2 separate regions of the Mus musculus genome follow, and region 1 is linked to region 2. The links are chromatin contacts, called in public Hi-C maps. All regions are on one chromosome and are shown on one strand. The core of a region is the stretch at or near the end of the contact, and the rest is flanking DNA. Distances in the headings are between cores, read along the strand shown. Region 1 overlaps Sdk2 (sidekick cell adhesion molecule 2). Region 2 holds the start of Cpsf4l (cleavage and polyadenylation specific factor 4-like).

The links. Hi-C and Micro-C count contacts between places; a contact is called where the count stands out from the background.
Region 1: a contact with region 2 is called in a Hi-C map of 8-cell embryo, with 4 times the contacts expected there. The contact joins the enhancer-like site here to the promoter of Cpsf4l in region 2. A contact is called at or near these places in 19 of 39 promoter capture datasets (the 3T3-L1 cell line, 3T3-L1-derived adipocytes, the HPC-7 cell line and 13 more), 4 of 15 datasets of contacts at CTCF or cohesin (the NIH/3T3 cell line, embryonic stem cells and large pre-B cells), 93 of 484 Hi-C or Micro-C datasets (the 3T3-L1 cell line, 3T3-L1-derived adipocytes, 8-cell embryo and 58 more), 32 of 115 datasets of contacts at active chromatin or transcription factors (CD4 single positive thymocytes, the SCID.adh cell line, T-cell acute lymphoblastic leukemia and 20 more) and 5 of 9 other capture datasets (adipose tissue, embryonic trunk, liver and 2 more).

What each region holds. Positions count from the first base shown.
Region 1 is chr11:113,792,650-113,799,111 of GRCm38.p6, reverse strand. Sdk2 (sidekick cell adhesion molecule 2) reads left to right here. Exons shown (of 45, transcript NM_172800.3): 41 at 4,025-4,189; 42 at 5,249-5,389; 43 at 5,674-5,812. Among named protein-coding and RNA genes, the nearest start is that of Gm51930, 8.2 kb to the left of the region's middle. Within about 2 kb of position 1,526, at least 34 of the 459 cell types and tissues checked have an H3K27ac peak or open chromatin away from gene starts, as enhancers often do. A contact at or near this core is called in 8-cell embryo, the G1E-ER4 cell line, astrocytes and 9 more, where this site is marked.
Region 2 is chr11:113,706,822-113,712,796 of GRCm38.p6, reverse strand. Cpsf4l (cleavage and polyadenylation specific factor 4-like) reads left to right here and starts at 3,271. Exons shown (of 8, transcript NM_026682.2): 1 at 3,271-3,410; 2 at 3,943-3,993. The coding sequence starts at 3,308.

The DNA.
Region 1 (6,462 bases), core at 277-2,776, 88 kb before region 2:
TTGATCTTTGTATTCTGAGGCTCTGCGCCTAGGCGATAGAAGTTGAGAAAGATAAGATAAGTCTTTGCTGCCAAATGAGAATTAATAGTCAGAGGTAGGAGAGCCTAGTAGTAGTTGACATGTGCATGCAGGTAGATGCCTAAAGTCAGCCTCTGGTGTAATTCCTCAGGTGCCGTTCACCTTGTTTTATGAGACGGGGTCTCTCACTAGCCTGGAACTCACCAAATTAACCTCGGCTAGCTGGCCAGAGAGCCCCAGAGATCATCCTGTCTCTCCAGCACTGAGCTCCCAATCGCTTGCCACTGTGCCCGTGTCTGGCTTTTGAAAACAAAGATTAAAAACCTGGGATCTGGCCAGGCAGTGGTGGCTCACGCCTTTAATCCCATCACTTGGGAGGCAGAGGCAGGCGGACTTCTGAGTTCGAGGCCAGCCTGGTCTACAGAGTGAGTTCCAGGACAGCCAAGGCTAGTACAGAGAAACCCTGTCTCAAAAAAATCCAGAAAAACAAAAACAACAAAAACAAACAAACAAACAAACAAACAACAACAACAAAAACCTGGGTTCTAGGGAATCAAACTCCGATCTCAATGCTTGCAAAAGAAGCAGTTTGCTGGCCAAGCCATTTCCACAGAATACTTCTTATGGAGACTTGAACCAGCTCCCACCACCACCACCACAGGTTGTACATTCCTCAGGGTGGCTGGGTCACCCCAATAACAAAGAATTAATTATTCTGGGAGCTCCTGGAAGCCACCACCACCCACCACTGCCCTAATCTCACACTAACCATCACAGCCACCATAGCTCAGTGTCTAGCAAACTCAGATGCACCAGGTCGCCTACACTGCAGGTGGTGCCGGCTCTCCAGATGGTCCCTCCCTGGTGCCGGCTGTTGAGTTGGCCCAGAGGCCTTTGCATGCATCTCCTCACCAAGGCCTGTGCCTGCTTATTCCACCAAAGTCAGCCGACCCGGTGCCAGGCTGTGGAATGTTGGCCCCGGACCTCAGCCTGTTGCTTTTCCAGTGTTTCCTGGGAGGCCCAGCATGGGCCACTGTCCTTCCAAGTTTGGGGGTTGTGACTTGGTGCACACAGGTGGAACAGAGGAAGGACTGAGCCAGCATTCCGTGACAGATACAGAAGGGTCAACACCAGCAGTTCTAAGGAAGAACAGACAGTGGGAAAGCAGGGGAAGGGAGCCCTGAGGATGCGTGGACAACCCTTAATTAAACCTGTTGGAAAGTGAGCTGCTTTTCAGAGATGGCTGTCTCCCCTCCTCTGGGCTGCCTTCCCCCTCTTTTATCCTCCCTCCATGCTAATGTGCTCCTCATGACAAAACAGCCCTGGTGACACAAAATATCCCTGCATTGCTGTGCTTTGTGCTACACAGACTAAGCTAGACATACCGACTTTGAGCCATTTAGCTCTCGGGCAGAGCAGAGCGAGGGAGGGGTTCGCTCTGGGACTGACCGGGCCTGTGAACTGGCTCCCACATCTGCTGACTCTGAGGACTGAGGCCATTGAGGGACATTCTAGCAGCTTCTGGCTTGGTCTCACTGCCCAGCCCCCATCCTTTGTTTGTGTGGGGTACAGAGAAGGGGGAGTGGGTATAAAGAGCAGGCAGGAGACCTCAGCCTCTAGAAGGCAACAGCAGGATTCTCCATGAGCTATTAGCAGACGTTGGTTGCACCCACCGCTTTTCCCGGGTACCATGAGGAAACTCAATGCCAAGAGTCGGGTAGCTCAGCAGAAAATGCCAGCACTGTTAGCCATGTCGCTGTGACCTTGGCAAGACAAGTTAAGTTCTCTGAGCCTTGTCTTATCTGTCAGACAGGAGAAGTTCTTACCCCCTGTCATTGTTACAGCTACTCCCCCACCCCACCCCCAGCCCGCGCATCAGGTTGTATGACACAGGACTGTCAGCTGCTATGGGAGAGGCCACATTGTTACAGTAATCGCATGAGGGATCTGAGCCCCACTACATCCCAAGGAATGAAGTGCTGAGCTACGCATTGACCTGCGAGATAATACTATGAGAAACGCAGGGGAAAGTCAGAGCTCCTAGATTTAGCACACGCCACGAAGGGTGTCTGAGCTAAGTGCTGGTGTATAAGGATATAAAGACAAGCCACACATGATCCTTAAGGATTGCACAGCCTCGAAGTAGGGAGAGCGCCAGGAGATTAAACAGAAAGATAATTGGGTAACTGGATATGCTGGCACAAGGAAAGAGGAGGAGGCAGGGAGTTGTGGATGCCAGATCAGCTTGGGCCACAAAGTGAGACCCTGTCTCAAAAGATTTTTAAGTTAGCGGGCTGGAGAGATGGCTCAGTGGTTAAGGACACTCACTGACTGCTTTTCTAGAGGACTAGGGTTCAAATCCCAGCACCCACCGTGGCAACTCACAACTGTCTGTAACTCCAGATCTAACTCTGATATACATGTGGGTGGCAGCTCACAACTATCTGTAACTTCAAGATCTGACATCGTCTCACATAGACATACATGCAGGCATAACACCAATTCACATAAAATAAAGGTAATTTTTAAAAAATTAAAATAACGTAGGTAATAATCAAGTAGATATTCAAAAATACTGACAATGAGGCAGGAAAGACGACTCTCTGGGTAAATTGCTTGCTACCCAAGCATGAGGTCCCGAGTTTGCATGACCAGCATCCATATAAGAGCTGAGGGAAAATTCTGTGACCCCAGTACCGGGAGGTAGAGGCAAGCAGGGATCCCCATGGTCTATGCCCAGCCAGCCTAGCTGATTGCTGAGCTCAAGATTCGATGACAGACCCTCACTGTCTCAAAAGAATGAGGTGAAGAGCAATGAAGGAGGAGCAAAGGAGACCCAGACATGGCCGTGCACGCACGTGTGCACGCGCACAAACACACACACACACACACACACACATACACACGCACACACATGCATAATGCATACTACCAGCCATGGCTCAGGACCCAGGGCCTTCTGGGAGAATCTCTGAACAGACAGACCTCATGCAGGCTTCGGTAAACTTGCAGGGTCTATGATGCAGAGAGGCAGGCTGCCCTCGACCCGGCTTGCAGCACACTTGGACTTGGTCCAAAATGTTTTTTCAAATGATGCTAGGGCAGTGGTGGCTACTTATGTCCCAGATTCCCCTGCTGGATCCGAGGGAAAGTGTGGTAAGAGCAACAGATTCCTTCAATCCGGGAGAGAATGTTCTGGAACTGGGAAGCCAGCCCTGGTACAGGAGATCGGCTCAGAAGTTCACGGAAGAATGAGGTCCCTGAGAGTGAGGCTGGGGCCGCTGCGGCAGGGAGAGCTGGGAGATCAAGATAATTCTATAATACATATCCTGTTATATATGTATATTATATATACATAATATAACATAGAATAAGAATATAATTGCCTATATAATATCTATGCAAATATACTAAATATATTTTGGATAGACAAATATAAATTTTCTTATGTGATATACCATATACACATAGCCTAAAAATTAATTTTATACACTATTTTAGTATTTTGTACATGAAGTAAAGTTTAAGCGTGTGTAGTCTTTCTGCTTGAGATGTTATAGGTCTCAAAATGTTTCTTTTTGGGAGCATTTTAGATTTTACTTTTTTATTCATTTAAGTCTCACTGTATATCCCAGGCTAGCCTCAAGGTTGATATCCTCTTTCCTTGACCTCTGGAGTGCTAAGATCACAGGCGTGTCGATATTAGAGTTTAGTTTCTCTGATTAGGATGTTCAGCCTGTACTGGTTTGGTTGTTAAAGAATTTATTGCATGGTACATTTTTTAAATGTTTTACAGATGTTTTAATTTTAAAGAAAAGATTTTAGAGGCACACTCTCTCAGAAAGTATCTGTCTCTAAGACAAGGCCGTCCTAAGAGCCAGGCTCAGGCATGCGTTGGGCCACTGATTAGATGGGACCCGTTATTCAGGGGGTTACAGCTAGAACCAGATCAGCTGGGATCTGAGGCTCTTCCACCTCACAGTGCCTCCTCTCTCTGCTCCTGCAGATGAGGGGCTCTGGGACATTCTCATCAAGGATATCCCCAAGGAGGTGACTTCCTACACCTTCAGCATGGACATCCTGAAGCCAGGCGTAAGCTATGACTTCCGGGTCATCGCAGTCAACGACTACGGCTTTGGCACTCCCAGCAGCCCCTCCCAGTCTGTGCCAGGTACCAGCCTATAGGGTGGCAGGTCAGAGAGTCCATGGAAGAGTTGATGTCATGCTGGGGGAAGGGGACAGGAAGAAGGCGGACACTGGGCAGCAGAAGAGTCAAGGTGGTCATAGAAATGCACTGTCCCTCAACTTCTCTAACCATGAGCTCTGGGCTCCATGCCTACCGCAGTTCACAGCCTCAGAGGAAGTTGCTAGCCAGGCCATAAACTATGGCTCCACACAAGCCACTTCACCCCACTCCCAACAGACAGCACCCAGGTGGGCCATGGGCTAACACTGGTGGCCTCTAAGACCCCACTGGGCAGCACCCCAGGTGGGTCCTGTTCACTGCCCCACCCTCCCCCTCTCTTTCATTCCTCCTATCCACCTCAGGGTTCACATGTGGCACTAGGCCTACACCTATGGCCCTGCCCAGTTACTGACCACTTTAAATATAGAGGCAGAAAATCGGCTCTCTGCTTGGGCATTAGCAACCCAGCTCCTTTTCCACCCATATACTGCTCCTGTGCCGAGATGGATAACACCAAATTATGAAAGACAAAGAGATGAAAATAAACTTCTTAGCTTCCTACCATCTGTAAATAAATAAACATATAAATAAATAACAACAACAACAAAAACATTCACTATAACTTTGAGGAAAGATCTCTCAGGCTTACTAAAGTCCAGAGAAACATCTTTCCACACACAAATTAGAATCTGTCTATCAAAGTCTTTTTTTTTTCCCCCAAAGTCAGGAGAGCAAAAACAAAAAAGCAGCTAACAAACTGCTACTCTCCATTCTTGATCCCCTGGCAGACATCACTCATCGATCGCAGCACTCTTTCTTAATAAACCCAGGGAATTCTCAATCAACTAGACCATAAAACTCTTCTTAAAATGGTCTCCCAGGCAAACCTTTGCCAGCAGATCAAAGCAGAAACTTTTAGAGTGCACAGACCCCCACCTACTGGTAATGCCCATGAGCAGGTGGTGGGACCCCAGATGGACCAAGAAGGCTTGTAGGCAGGAGAGTATTGAGCATCCAGGTCCTGACACTCTACTGCTGTTGCAGCCCAGAAAGCCAGCCCCTTTTATGAGGAATGGTGGTTCTTAGTGGTCATTGCTCTTGTGGGCCTCATCTTCATCCTTCTCCTGGTCTTCGTACTCATCATCCGAGGTCAGAGCAAGAAGTACTCCAAGAAGACAGATTCAGGTGAGTGACCCTGTGTCCTCCCAACGGCAGGCTTGACTCCTGGGGGTCTTCTTTATGTTGGGGGCTGGGAAGGTCCATTTTCTAGCAATGTACCATCTCAGGCGAGGCAGCCAGGAATTCCTCCACACAACCCTGGGCTCTAATCTGGGTCTTGATACTAACAAGCAAGAAAAAGGAGCATCCCAGCTAAGTGGGAGAATGGACCTGGGAAGGAATGGCTGGCTGTGTGGTCTGATGGGTACCAATTCTCTCCCCCCTCTCCCCCCACATCTCTTTGCCCTCAGGAGGGAATACCAAGTCAGGAGCGCTCGGCCACGGGGAGATGCTAAGCTTGGATGAAAGCAGTTTCCCTGCTCTGGAGCTCAACAACCGTCGGCTGTCCGTAAAGAACTCCTTCTGCAGGAAGAACGGCTTGTACACCAGGTACTACGCCTGCATGTGTGACAGAGGACAGAGACTTGAGGGCCACACAGCAGCGTCCAGCAGGGATGGCCAGGAAGGAGCATGGAACAAGCCATGCCCACGTGGCCTTCCCCTTCCCTGGGAAATAGCATCCATGCTTCAGGGCTGGCAATGGTCAGCGGAAGGTCACGTGGGACCCCAGCGAGATACTTAGGGGCTTCTGTTAGTCCCACCAGACCCAGTCACAGCTTAGAGAATGTTAGAAACTCCATGAGGAGGTGGACACTAAGAGTCTCTGCCAATAGCTGCAGAGTGCAGAAACACATAGTCATGGAAACCAACCTACAGTAGTTTGCAGTCAATTGCACTAGTAACCAGCCTTACGGACAGACGGCCATGCACCCCATCTCAGACCCAGATGAGACACCTCGGTGCGAGGTGCCAGGGACTAGCCCATTGTGTGTGCCTTTCTTAGCAAGGGGAGAGTAAGCACCTTCTTTCCTGGGCTTGGCTTACTTTGGTTGGAGTCAAGTCAAGATCCTGCCACCATCTTTCAGCCTCTGGAAGCAGTTAGCATGGAAGGACCTCTGGCTCAGCTGCCAGAGAGCTTGCCTGTCACGGTTGAGGCCTAACACTGTGAAAACTGGATGTAGTGGCGCACACCTGTAATC
Region 2 (5,975 bases), core at 2,022-4,521:
ATGCTATAGTCAAAGTTGGCCTGTAACTCACTATGTAACCTAGATCTTAGTAACTTTTCTATTGCCGTGAATAGATACCATGACAAAGGCAACTTATAAAAGAAAGCATTTCATTTGGGGGTTCACAGTTCCAGAGGGCTAGAGTTCATGACGGGGAGCATGGTAGTGATGGAGTAGCTGAGAGTTTATATCTGGTGTGTGTGTGTTTGTGTGTATGTGAGAGAGAGAGAGAGAGAGAATAGAGCACACTAGCTGCTGACTGGCAAAGGAAATGGTACAGGCTTTTGAAACCTCAAAGCCCAATGACACAACTCCTCCAGCAAGGTCATACCTTATCTTCTCAAACAGTTCCAGCAAACTATGGAAGGAGCTCAGATATCCAACTGTATGTGCATGTGGAGGCCATCCTCATTCAAATCACCACACTTGATTAGCCACACAATCATGGCAATCCTCCTGCCTCAGCTCCCTAATTTCTAAAGTTCTTAAGGCCAAAGATGTCAGGTCTTCTTGCTGCAGTTAGCTGGATGGCTCCACCCTCTCTCTACCTCTTGGCTTCCAGTGGCCTTCTCTACAGGATCTCTGTGTCTCGAATCTCTTTCCACCTTTTGCATTTTAAGACGGACTTTCTTGCAGCCAGGATGCTCTCAACCCAGGTGTGTACCACCATGCCTGGGTCCTCTTCTCCACTCACAAGGACATCCACTAATGGTCCTAATTCCAGGGCGATCATATCTTGGAACTCCTGACTTACTGACATCTGGAAAGTCTTTAATTCCAAATAAGGCCAAACCCACCGTAAGGGCACTGGACTGAGTAGGGGGCAGTTTAGCTTTCATATGCCACACTAACCACGAGGAGCCAAGGGGCGGGAGCGCGAGCTGTTCTGTACCAGGGTTGTTTCTGAAAGGACCTCAGACCACGTCCCCAGGGCTCTGACTGGTTTTAGGGTTCCTCCGTTTAGCTCTGGCTGTTCTGGAACTTGCTCTGCTGTAGACCAGGCTGGCCTCGAACAAACTCAGAGATCCACCTGCCTCTGTCTCCCAAATGAGTGCTGGGATTAAGGTGTGAGCCATCACAGTCTGACTACTATTTGCATATCATATCCATTGCCTCCTCTCAGCCCATCCTCCAGGGAAGACTTGCAGGGTGATCACCCTTATGATTAGCACACACCCCTTACACACACACACACACACACACACACACACACACACACCAGGCCTGGTAGCTCATACTTTTTTTGGGGGGGGGTAATGATTTATTTATTCATTTTATGTATTTGAGTACTCCATTTCTTTCTTCAGACACACCAGAAGAGGGCATCAGACCCCACTGCAGATGGTTGTGAGCCACCATGTGGTTGCTGGGAATTGAACTCAGGACCTCTTGGAAGAGCAGCCAGTGCTCTTAACCTCTTGAGTCATCTCTCCAGCCCAGCTCATGCCTTTTAGCCCAGCGGAGACAGGCCAATTTACCTAGTGAGTTGGGGTTGGTCAGGGCTAAGTAGAGAAAGGCCTTGTCTCAAAAACAAAACAACAAAACAAAACAATCCAAACCTCTGAAGTGGCCTAGGACTCCTCCCCTCCTCCACCTCCCAGCCTACTGCCCACTGCACCCTTTCTTCTCTGAATGCTTGTTTTTGCTTGAGTCTTGGTCAGGCCCCTCTTCTGGACAAAGCCCCCCCCCCCCCCATCATCACCAGATTTTTCTCCTAACATACTCTCTGCCACCTTTCCTTGCCCTCATCCCTCCATCCAACCCGTATTCTGTCCAGTGTTGTTTCTGCCCCATAGCCTGAGTGTCCCTCCAGCCCCCCAAGCCCCCACCCATGGCAGTGACCTCCAGGACGTGGCTCTGCAGTGTGCCCTTGAGCTTTCCGCACCTTGGTTGCCCCCTCTGCCTTCTCTAGCAGACCCATGGGACTCTCAAATAATCCCAAGGTGACAGACCAAGGACCTAATCAATACCTAAGGATAGGGTCAAGAGATGCAAGAGCCTCTTCCCCAGGGACCCTTGATCTCCAGCCCTAGACAGCCATTCTGCCTACAGTCCCGGGTACAGGGTGATCCCAGGCTACTCTTACTCCAGCCCCACCCAGCTCCAAGGCCATTCCCAGCGCGGATCTATCTCTCCAGCTGCTGTCTTTTCAGATCTGGAGTTCAAAAGAACAACAGATCTAGGCATAACAGCCGCAGGAAACAAAGCTGGCAGGCTGGATCCTGTCGGCTCAGCCACAGGCCTGCAGCGCCAAGCTTACCTCTCCCCGCTGGGTCCCGGGGAGGAGATGTCTCTAGTTCTAGTTCCTAGGGCCTAAAAAGCCCACATGTCCTGGTAACAGTGGCTCCTGGAGAGGCCAGGCCACTTCAGGACCCAGGAGGGGGAAGGAAATAGCCTGGTTTAATTAGAGCTTTAAAAATGCTCCTAAGAAAGCCGATTCTGAGGTCCTCAGCCCTTCAGGGCAGGGTTGGCCTAATAATAATAAAACAACATTTGCATGGATATTTCATTTACAAAGCATTTTCTCCGGGTAAGGGAGGCTCTGGGGTGGCCCAGTGGATTCCTCGCTGGGAGGTCACCCCCAGCCTTGGGTCGGTTCCACCTCCTTCGGAGCTTACCATTGTGATTGCCTGCGGGGTAAACAAAGGGCCCTTCATGGAACTGTTTCCGATGCTTCTGGCCTGCATTCCTTTTGTCCCCCCCCACCCCCCTTCCAGGAAGAGCACGCTTGGGGTTTGTCATTCCGTCTAGAAAAGAGGCTCAGAGGGCCTGGTGGGAGGGAGAGTGGCTGGGACCTAGTGGAGGAACCTTTCCTCTGTCCCACACACCCTCTGACTACCCCCATCCCACTCCACCCAACACCTGGGCATCGCTGTATGCAGTAGGTTCGCATCAATGGGTAGTTATATCCCCACACATACAATGGGACACTGGTTTGGCAACGGCTCTGTTCTGTGATCGGCAGAGATAAGCAGGTGTGAGTCTTTGCCAATCCCTTCCCCAGCTGAGGATGGGGGTTGTGTGAACAGTGTGGGGGTGTGGGGCCCTGGAAGGCCTGCACCTGCATGGGTGGGTGGGAGGGCTGAGGCAGCCGAGGAGCCTCTGGGGGTACACTCAGCCAGAAAGTCACGTGCAGTCACCTGGCCCCTTGAAGGAAGAGGTGACCTGAGAGGGTGAGAAAGAGGGGCCAGCATCAGATAGGGCCTGGCCCCGTTAATTAGGATTAGGTGCGGATGGGCTATATAGGAGCCACCTGCGGGGGTTCTGGCATCTTGGCTCTTTCTGCTTTTCCGGCGGGAGACGGAAGATGGAGGAGGTCATTGCCGGGCTGCAAGGGTTCACGTTCGCCTTTGAGCTGGATGTGGAATCGCAGAAGGGCACTGGGCTACTGCCTTTCCAGGGCATGGACAGTGAGTGGCGATGCCTGTGTCCCCTGCTCAGGTCCTGGAGGTGCTGTGCGTCTCTCCCACACAGCTTCTGGGTATTCACTGCCCGGGATAGAAAGGCAGACTTCCGAGCTGCCAGAGCTCCCTGGGTGCCCCCGAAACCTTCCACCTCCTGCCTCAGAGGTGGGCTGAGTTTAAGTGGAATTTAGAGACTGGTTCTGGGCGGTGGGGGAAGGGTTTCGGAAGAGGGTACCCCGTTGACTCAGCCTCCACAGACGGAGACAAATGAGAACTGGTTTTGATGGTGGACTGGGGCCGCCAAGGGGCTGAGAGGCAGGCGGGAGGATTGTGGCGGTTCTGTCCAACCTGAACTACAGGGCGAGACAGTTGCATAAACAGACGGGCAAAGGAACAGGTAAACAACAAAACTCCAAAGCCCAGCCAGAGAGAGTAGTCGGGGCCCACGCAGCTCCAAGCCCGGAGGCTTAGGTGGGACTTGCCGCAAGGCTCCAGCTCTGGGAACGCCACCTTCTCCTCCGGTTTCTTTCTCCTCCAGAGTCCAGTTCAGCTGTGTGCAACTTCTTCGCTAAAGGGCTCTGTGTGAAAGGTGAGTGAGTCAGGCCTGGGCTGGGCCGGGACAGGAACGGCTGTGGGGACCATGCTGGGTTCAGCTGGGGACTAGGACGTAGTGTGAGCTTGGCTCCTGGACTAGATAGGATCCAGCCTCTGTCATGAGCAAGAAGGTAGCCAGCCATGTGTAGTTGGTACCACAGAAGTTGTGTTTTATTATGCTGAGGGTCACCACACAAGGCTCACACTCTCAATTCCTAACTACGGTCATATTATTATCTGCTCAAGGCTGCTCACCTGTGCGACGACATACCTTAGCTAGTTTATGACAGAAGTCTCTGATTTGAACCCCACCCTGGCTACTGGTCTTCTTTTCTGGATTGGAGGTCACTTTGAGGTTCCTCCAATAGCAACATACAGTGGTCTACATACCTAACCCCTAACAGTAGTGTTTCTAATTCACCCTGAAGCCCGGCTATGGACTCAGGTGAAGAGAGTCTTAAGGGGCCTGCCGTGGAGAGCCTTAATATTCGGTTCCTATAAGTCAGGAGGCTGGGGGTGGGGCAGAGAGGACCTGGAGCCCTTTCGGGATGATTGCATGAGAAGAAGAGGAGCTCACTGGCCATCCAGGCCCCGGGAAACCAGAACCTTCGAGGTCCATTACAGAGTGAGTGAGCCACAGCTCAAAGAGAAAGCTGCTACTGAGGAAAGCCAGAGCCCAAGGAATGGCCAGCCAGGAGTGTGTGTGTGTGTGTGTGTGTGTGTGTGAGACAGAGAGACAGACAGACAGACAGAGTCATGCAGGCAGGCCAGGGGGCATTCAAAGAGGATGTCCTTGTCACGCATGGAAACAAGCCTTGCTTAGACATAGCCCTCCCTTCCAGTGGCAGTGTCTGCTGAATAAAGATACCGAGGTGGTCAAATGTAATGTTTCTAGTGTGTGGCCACTGTTAGAGTCACCCATGTCATGCCTGTGTTGTCCTTAATATTTGAAGTCGTGAACTCACGCCAAGGAGGCCTGCAGTGCGTGGGTAGATCACTTGCCTAGCCTGCAGCAAGCTCATGATCTCCGGCTGGCGATGCAGGCCCGTAGTCTCCGCACTTCGAAGTTGGAGGCAGAAAGGTCAGAATTCCAAGCTCATTCTTGGAAACATAGTGAATTTGAGACCAGCCTGGGCTACTCGAGACCCTGTTTCAAAGACTGAGAGAGACGACTCAGCAGTTACAGGCATCTGCTTCTCTTGCAGAGGACCCTGGTTCAGTTCCCAGCACCCACCTGGCAGCTCACAACTGTCTGCAGTTATAGATCTGATGGCACTTCTGACCTCTGAGGGCTTCGGCACGCAAGCACGTACATACATACATACATACACACACACACACACAAACACACAAACACATAAGAATTTTTTTTTTTTTTTTTTTTTTTTTTTTTTTGGTTTTTTGAGACAGGGTTTCTCTGTGTAACCCTGGCTGTCCTGGAACTCACTCTGTAGACCAGGCTGGCCTCGAACTCAGAAATCCACCTGCCTCTGCCTCCCGAGTGCTGGGACTAAAGGCGTGCGCCACCACGCCCGGCTCATAAGATTTTTTTTTAAAGATTTATTATTTATTATATGTAAGTACACTGTAGCTGTCTTCAGACACTCCAGAAGAGGGAGTCAGATCTCGTTACGGATGGTTGTGAGCCACCATGTAGTTGCTGGGATTTGAACTCCGGACCTTTGGAAGAGCAGTCCGGTGCTCTTACCTGCTGAGCCATCTCACCAGCCCAAGATTTTTTTTTAATTCATAGATTTATTTATATGAGTACACTGTAGCTGTCTTCAGACACATCAGAAGAAGGCATCAGATCCCATTACATATGGTTGTGAGCCACTATGTGGTTGCTGGGAATTGAACTCAGGACCTCTGGAAGAGCAGTCAGTGCTCTTAACCGCTGAGCCATCTCTCCAGCTCTATTATTATTATTATTTAATAAGGAATAAACAAATCCAGAATATTTCCCTCCCTGTAAAA